Regions from separate parts of the Oryzias latipes genome. Here region 1 is linked to region 2. Evidence: chromatin contacts called from public Hi-C data. All regions are on one chromosome and are shown on one strand. Each heading gives the region's core, a stretch centred on a gene start, on an enhancer-like site or on the middle of the called end of the contact. The rest is flanking DNA. Distances are from core to core; before and after follow the strand shown. Region 1 has its middle 57 kb from the start of wdr11. Region 2 holds the start of ate1 (arginyl-tRNA--protein transferase 1).

Region 1 (3,098 bases), core at 476-2,975, 180 kb before region 2:
ACATTTTTTGAAACATCTAGTGTTTTCTTCACAATCTAAAGTGTGTTAATGTTCCACTAGGTGGCAGTAGAGCACCAGCAGTTGGACTAACTTTTTCACCAGCAGCTGAGAAGAAAAGCAAACTGAAGTCCTCATTAACAGCTTCATTCATCTGAAAGCAGTGAAACGTTTCTTTCTGTGAGCCGCATTTCTCTGTGCAGAATTCAGGCGAATGTCATGATGGCGCCCGGCGTTTGTGCAGGAAGGAGCTGCATGGTCCTCCTATCACCAAGATGATCTGTCAGTGGCACCACCGTGTGCTGCCTAATCTGGGAACCATCGTGGCGGCTGCCTCATTCAGCACGCTCCGTGGAGGGGATCTCCTGTCCACCGAGGGCAGGAGATAAGCACCAGGAGGGCCTCCTCCTCAGAAACGCCGCCCCGCTCCGCAAAAGTCCAAAAGATGGGAAGGAACTGCTTAAAGTTGGTGCTGACAGTGGTTTATGGAGGCCATAAGGAGGTAATCCCCTCTAATAGGAAGGTCAAACTGCTGGAGGTGAAGGCAGCCGTGCACGTGCACACACAGACTGAGGGACGTGCGTGTCCTGCTCTGTATGCGTGTGCACATGCAGCAGTAAAAGAAAGCCCATGAACCCAGAAACAAAGGGCAGATTTTCTTTTTCCTGGAGGAGAGGGAGATAGAGCTTCTCCAAATGCCACCATGGGTGCTCTAATGCCCCCTTTGTTCACCTCCTTAATTCTATTATGGAAGTGGAGGAGGAATCCCAGCTTCCTTCCCCTTTTTGCACCCCGTCCTCACGCTCCTGCTGTGGAGCGTCCGGCAGCAGAAAAGAGGATCCTCTGAGATTCAAGGAAACACTCAGAGTTTTTTTTCCAAACATAAATTTAGTGTCAGAGACTCTGAACACATTTGAACACAGAAAACGTTCATGTCTGCCTGAAGAAATCATAGCAGAAAGTTTCTGCGTCCACAGAAAGTAAACCAGTGTTATGATTATGACTCTTTCAGTTTAGTGACAGAAAACAAAGAAATTAAACAATAAACAGCTGACTGATGCATGAAAAAATCCATTTAGAAGTTTATTGTTTATTGATTAATGATGCATGAACTAACTAACACTATGAAGTGTTAACGCTCCCCCTCCCCTTGCGTAAATGCTTGAAGCAGAACAGGAGGATGAAGACAGAAGCCCCCCCCCCCATCGTTCGGTGGCTAATGGGGGCAAAGATTCACTGATGTCCCGCCTGATTACATTAAACAATCATTTGGAACACAGTCTGAGAGATCTGCAGAGATTTGCAAATCATCCATGACCCCCCCCCCCCCCCCCCCCCCCTGATGTTCTGCCAGGCTGGGGGGGGCAGGACCAGACCTTCAGGCCCTGCAATGACTTGGTTCATATCCACTAATGCTCCCCCCCTCTCCTCTGAGACTTGGCCTTAAATCCTTTTGGGCACCATGTCACTGCTTCAGCAGCATACCCCCCCCACCCCCCCCCCCCAGAGACCCTAATCCCCACAGCCTGGGAACGAGTCCAACTCCGAGGTCTTTCAAACGCTTTTTAGCCTGTACATTATTAGATGCTATGACTTACACTTGGGAACATGTGGAAGGAAAACACGGCAGTGATAAATCTGAAATAATGAAACGGCTCTCTAAGTGGAACCAGCCGCTCTCTGATGACCAACAGTCAGAGAAACCTGATCGGCCTGCAGAGCTGCTGCAGGCAGACCGACGCTGTGGCTCAACCTGATGTGGAGCTGATTGGAGCTCTGGGACCTGAACGCATTCCTGCAGCTCCAGAGGACAACAGGAAGACGGTGTGTGTGACAAGGTGTTACTGAGACCTTTAACGGCCAGCGCCACCGGCCGTGGCGTGCGGGGGCGGTACGTACCATGACTTGTGGTGACGGGAAGGGTAGCGGCCGGCTGTTGAGCTTCCAGTTAGTTCAACTTGCAAACCCAGATGGGACAAAAACAGTTTTTTTGTTTGTCCTCTTGAAAAGAGAGTGAAAGTCTGTCATCCTGAGAGGTTCATTGGAACAAATAGAAAATCAAGAAATCCACTGTGAAGGATTCGTATACATTTATTTACATTTTATTGAAGGACATAAGAATTCAATCCCTCTTGCTGGAAAGACTCAGTGGTAAACCCTCATTAGCAGCACAGAGGTCAGATGTTTCCTGTAGTTGGTGAGCAGCTTTCTGCACATATCAGGAGGATTTCTGCTCCTCTCTTCTTCACAAATGACTTCTAAATCATTCAGATTTGGTGGCTGTCGCTTAGAAACTCTGAGCTTCAGCTCTCTACAGGTTTTCCGTAGGACTGAGGTCCAGAGACTGGATGGACCGCTCCAAGACCTTGATCTGCTTCTTCTCCAGTCGTTCCTTGGTTGTTTGTTTTGGGTCATTCTCCTGTTGGAAGGCCCATCCAGCCTCCATTTAAAGCCTCCTGGTTGAGGAAAGGAGGTTCTCTCTCAGGGTTTGATGGTACATGGCTCCGCCCACCCCCCCATCCACACAGTGCAGAAAAACACCCCCAAACCATAATGCTTGCACCTCCGTGCTTGACAGTGGGGATGGTGTTCTTGGGGTCATAGTCAGCATTTCTCTTCCTCCAAAGACGACGGGCTGAGTTGATGCCAAAGAGCTCCATGTTGGTCTGATCTGACCACAGCTCCTTCTCCCAATCTCTAAATCACGAAGGAGTTCATTGACAGACTTCAGGTGGGTCTGCTGCACATGTGCCTTCTTAAGCTGGAGGACTTTGCAATCTCTCCAGGATGTGAAACCGTTGCTGTGTAAAGTATTCCCCTTGGTTTTCTTGCTGACTGTGGTTCCAGCTGCTGGTTGATCATCAGCCGTGATGTTTCAGGCCAATTTCTCGACCTTTAGAACGACAGACTGTCAATTTCCTTTGAGATGGACAAATCTACAAAATGAACAAGGGATCAAATACTTGACTGTAAATGACCAAACTTTGACAGAAATCCTGCTGTCTTGATGCTAATGAGGCTCAAACAGACTTGGTTTTAGCTGAATGTCGTCCTGCAGCGTGGGGGCCTCCCAGCTCTGCAGCCGTTACAGAGACCCTCCG
Region 2 (2,791 bases), core at 287-2,786:
GATACGGGCGCCGCCATGTTGAGGCCAGTCGACAGAGATTGGTCCGAGTCATCATATCGATGGCAATGGTGACAGTAGATGTAATAGATACGATGACTCAGGACCAAAACCCAGTCGACTGGTTTGAACATGGCGGCGCCCGTATCAGGAAGCATTCGTACTTCCTGTTTGGGCACATGAGGTTGGAGGGGTTGGGCTGTCCATTGTTACAGTCAATGAATGTAACACAACCAGATTAACACTCCTGACTTGGATCAGACAGGAGATCTTACCGGGGCTCATTGGCGGCATTAGCAGCTGAATGAAGACTAAATATAGTGGACCTTAACCTCTGACATCAGTATGATCTCCACAGGAAATCCCATTTCTAAGGTTATAAAATGTCTTTTACACAGTGTTCAAAAACATAAATATACCTAGTAATATTCAAATTTTCCACCATATTTATGTATAGATGCTGCCTGAAAAGTTATACAACCACATGTAATTTCTGACAGGATCCTGTTTTATATAAATGTCTCCGGTTAGAGAAGAAAATAAAAAAGTAGCCATTAAACAAAAAGCGATCAGAACTAATGATCACCTCTGGATAACAATGCTGCAAACAACTGATAAAAGTGCTTAAATGTACTTAACAGAAATATCAGTTGGTTGATTTTTGTACATTTAACAAACATTGTAAAGAAACGTAGAGGTTTAATTGTTAAACTAATTCAATTTGATTCAATAAATATAGATTCATAATTTTTCTTTTTATTATTTTAACTAATTTAAAGGTGCCATTTTTGTTAGCTTAGATATGAATCCTTATATTTTAAATGAATTTTTACATTAAAAAATGGTTCTACGAGATGAACTTGACTGTTTTAACCAGTTTCATATTTTGATTTTTTTTTAAAAAACTTTATTAAACCACATAAGTTTTACATGGAGGACCAGTACCAATGGTTCGGCACCGCCCGCGTTAGTCCGCATAGACTCGTTTTCGGATGTAAAGTAGTTCTTCTTGAAGGGAAACTTAACTTTTTGAAAGGGAGACTTTTCTTTAGAAATTTTATTTTTTTCTTGGGGAAAAAACACAAAAAACGACCAGCAGCATGATGCTAGGAGCTAACACACGACTAGTTTAGTAATCCAACGCCGTCTATATAAAGGTCTATTTTATGTATACACTGTGAGCAACATGCACATAATGTGTTTATATGTTTTATAAAACTTGCACGCGCACACGGACTGCTCATGTAGCTTAAGTACCAACGGCTAACATTTCTCCCCACAGCTGAGCCGGTGACTTCAGAGGCTAGCTTCATGAAGCTAGCTCGTTAGCACAACATGTAATCTACGGCCGCGTTTCTACGTGACAAATAAATTACCATGAGAGAAGTTTCCTTTGTCATTTTTGCAGTAACCGCAGCGGTATCCGTCATCCCCACCGAAGTATTCCACTATGGTATAGGAGGAGTCCCCTGCCATCTTCACCATCAACGCAGGACACACAGCTGACTTCGACAGGTCAAAGGGCGACCACCGGAAACTCCGCCCACATTCCATGCGTCACCACTGATGCCTTCAGAGGTCGTGGGAACTTGGAAAATGTCAATATGTAGGAAGATTTTCTTTATTTCACAAAAACCATTAGTAGTTACCGCCTGAACAGTGATACTATAAAACTAGTTTAATTTTTGTGACAAAGAAAAACGCAAATGACCACAAAGCTGCCATAATAAAGAGTTTTGTCATAAATATAAAACCACAAAGTCATGATTAAGGAAGTATTCACAATATTTATTAAATTATCTGTGCAAAAAGGGACAAACCAAATCAGAACCAATATGCCACACAAAATAAAACTGCAGTTTTTTGAGTGTTAGGAATAATCTGAATGTATAAAAAATACATTATAAAAATACCAGGAGGTGTAACCATCATTCTCCATTTTTATCTTAAAATAATAGATTCACAGGGAAAAATCTTGTGCATTAAATGCAATCTTTCATACTTTAGCATGACATTAATATGAGTTTCCTCTTATCAAATCGCCGTTTCAGGAGGTTTGTATATATTTAAAGCACAGGATCACAGGTTTATGGAGAACTTTGACCAATCGAGTCAAAGGAGTAGCATCTGTTCTCCGTTGAATTCACTTCTGAACCTTTGAAGTGGACTCACACAGGTGATGAAGCAGCAGATGACAGACCACTGGCAGTAACAAAACAGTTTATTCTCTTTAAGGACAGCTTTCTGTGCACCTAACGAAAACCGCCTTGAGGAACTGGGATGTTTTCATGTAGATATTTCATACTGCCTTGCTCAGAGAAGTCTGATACAGTCTGTCCCTCTCCCCGAAGAACCCATTTGGTGGTGAGGAGACCCTCCAGACCCACGGGGCCTCTGGCGTGAATCCTTGCTGTGCTTATGCCGACCTCGGCCCCTTAACGAGAACGTAAAAGTGCCGCTTGAACACAAAAGTAAATCAATGACCAGAAATGTGTCAAAATAACGCATACCCACCCAGGCCAAAGCGGTACCCATCAGCAAAGCGAGAGCTGGCGTTCCAAAAAACGCAGGCGCTGTCCACCTGCTGTAAGAACTGTTCAGCTGTTTCCTCGTTCTCCGTGACGATGACGTCCGTGTGGGAGCTGCCGTATTTGTGGATGTGGTCCACGGCGTCCTGCATGCCGTCCACCACCTCAATGCAGCATTCGAGGTCGCCGTATTCGGTGCGGAGAGACTTCACCTCAGACGGGCTGAAAGTTAAATAAGATGCGAACCGCGGACCTGCATGGATTTT

Evidence for each region. Hi-C and Micro-C count contacts between places; a contact is called where the count stands out from the background.
Region 1: a contact with region 2 is called in a Hi-C map of embryo, with 2.4 times the contacts expected there. The contact joins the enhancer-like site here to the promoter of ate1 in region 2. A contact is called at or near these places in 4 of 5 Hi-C or Micro-C datasets (embryo and fibroblasts).

The regions. Positions count from the first base shown.
Region 1 is chr15:29,308,033-29,311,130 of ASM223467v1, reverse strand. No RefSeq gene overlaps it. Among protein-coding and RNA genes, the nearest start is that of wdr11, 57 kb to the left of the region's middle. Within about 2 kb of position 1,725, at least 1 of the 8 cell types and tissues checked has an H3K27ac peak or open chromatin away from gene starts, as enhancers often do. A contact at or near this core is called in embryo, where this site is marked.
Region 2 is chr15:29,132,705-29,135,495 of ASM223467v1, reverse strand. ate1 (arginyl-tRNA--protein transferase 1) reads right to left here and starts at 1,536. Exons shown (of 11, transcript XM_011484750.3): 1 at 1,374-1,536. The coding sequence starts at 1,482. LOC101173087 (delta-1-pyrroline-5-carboxylate synthase) reads right to left here. Exons shown (of 17, transcript XM_023963374.1): 16 at 2,512-2,791; 17 at 1,765-2,431. The coding sequence ends at 2,250.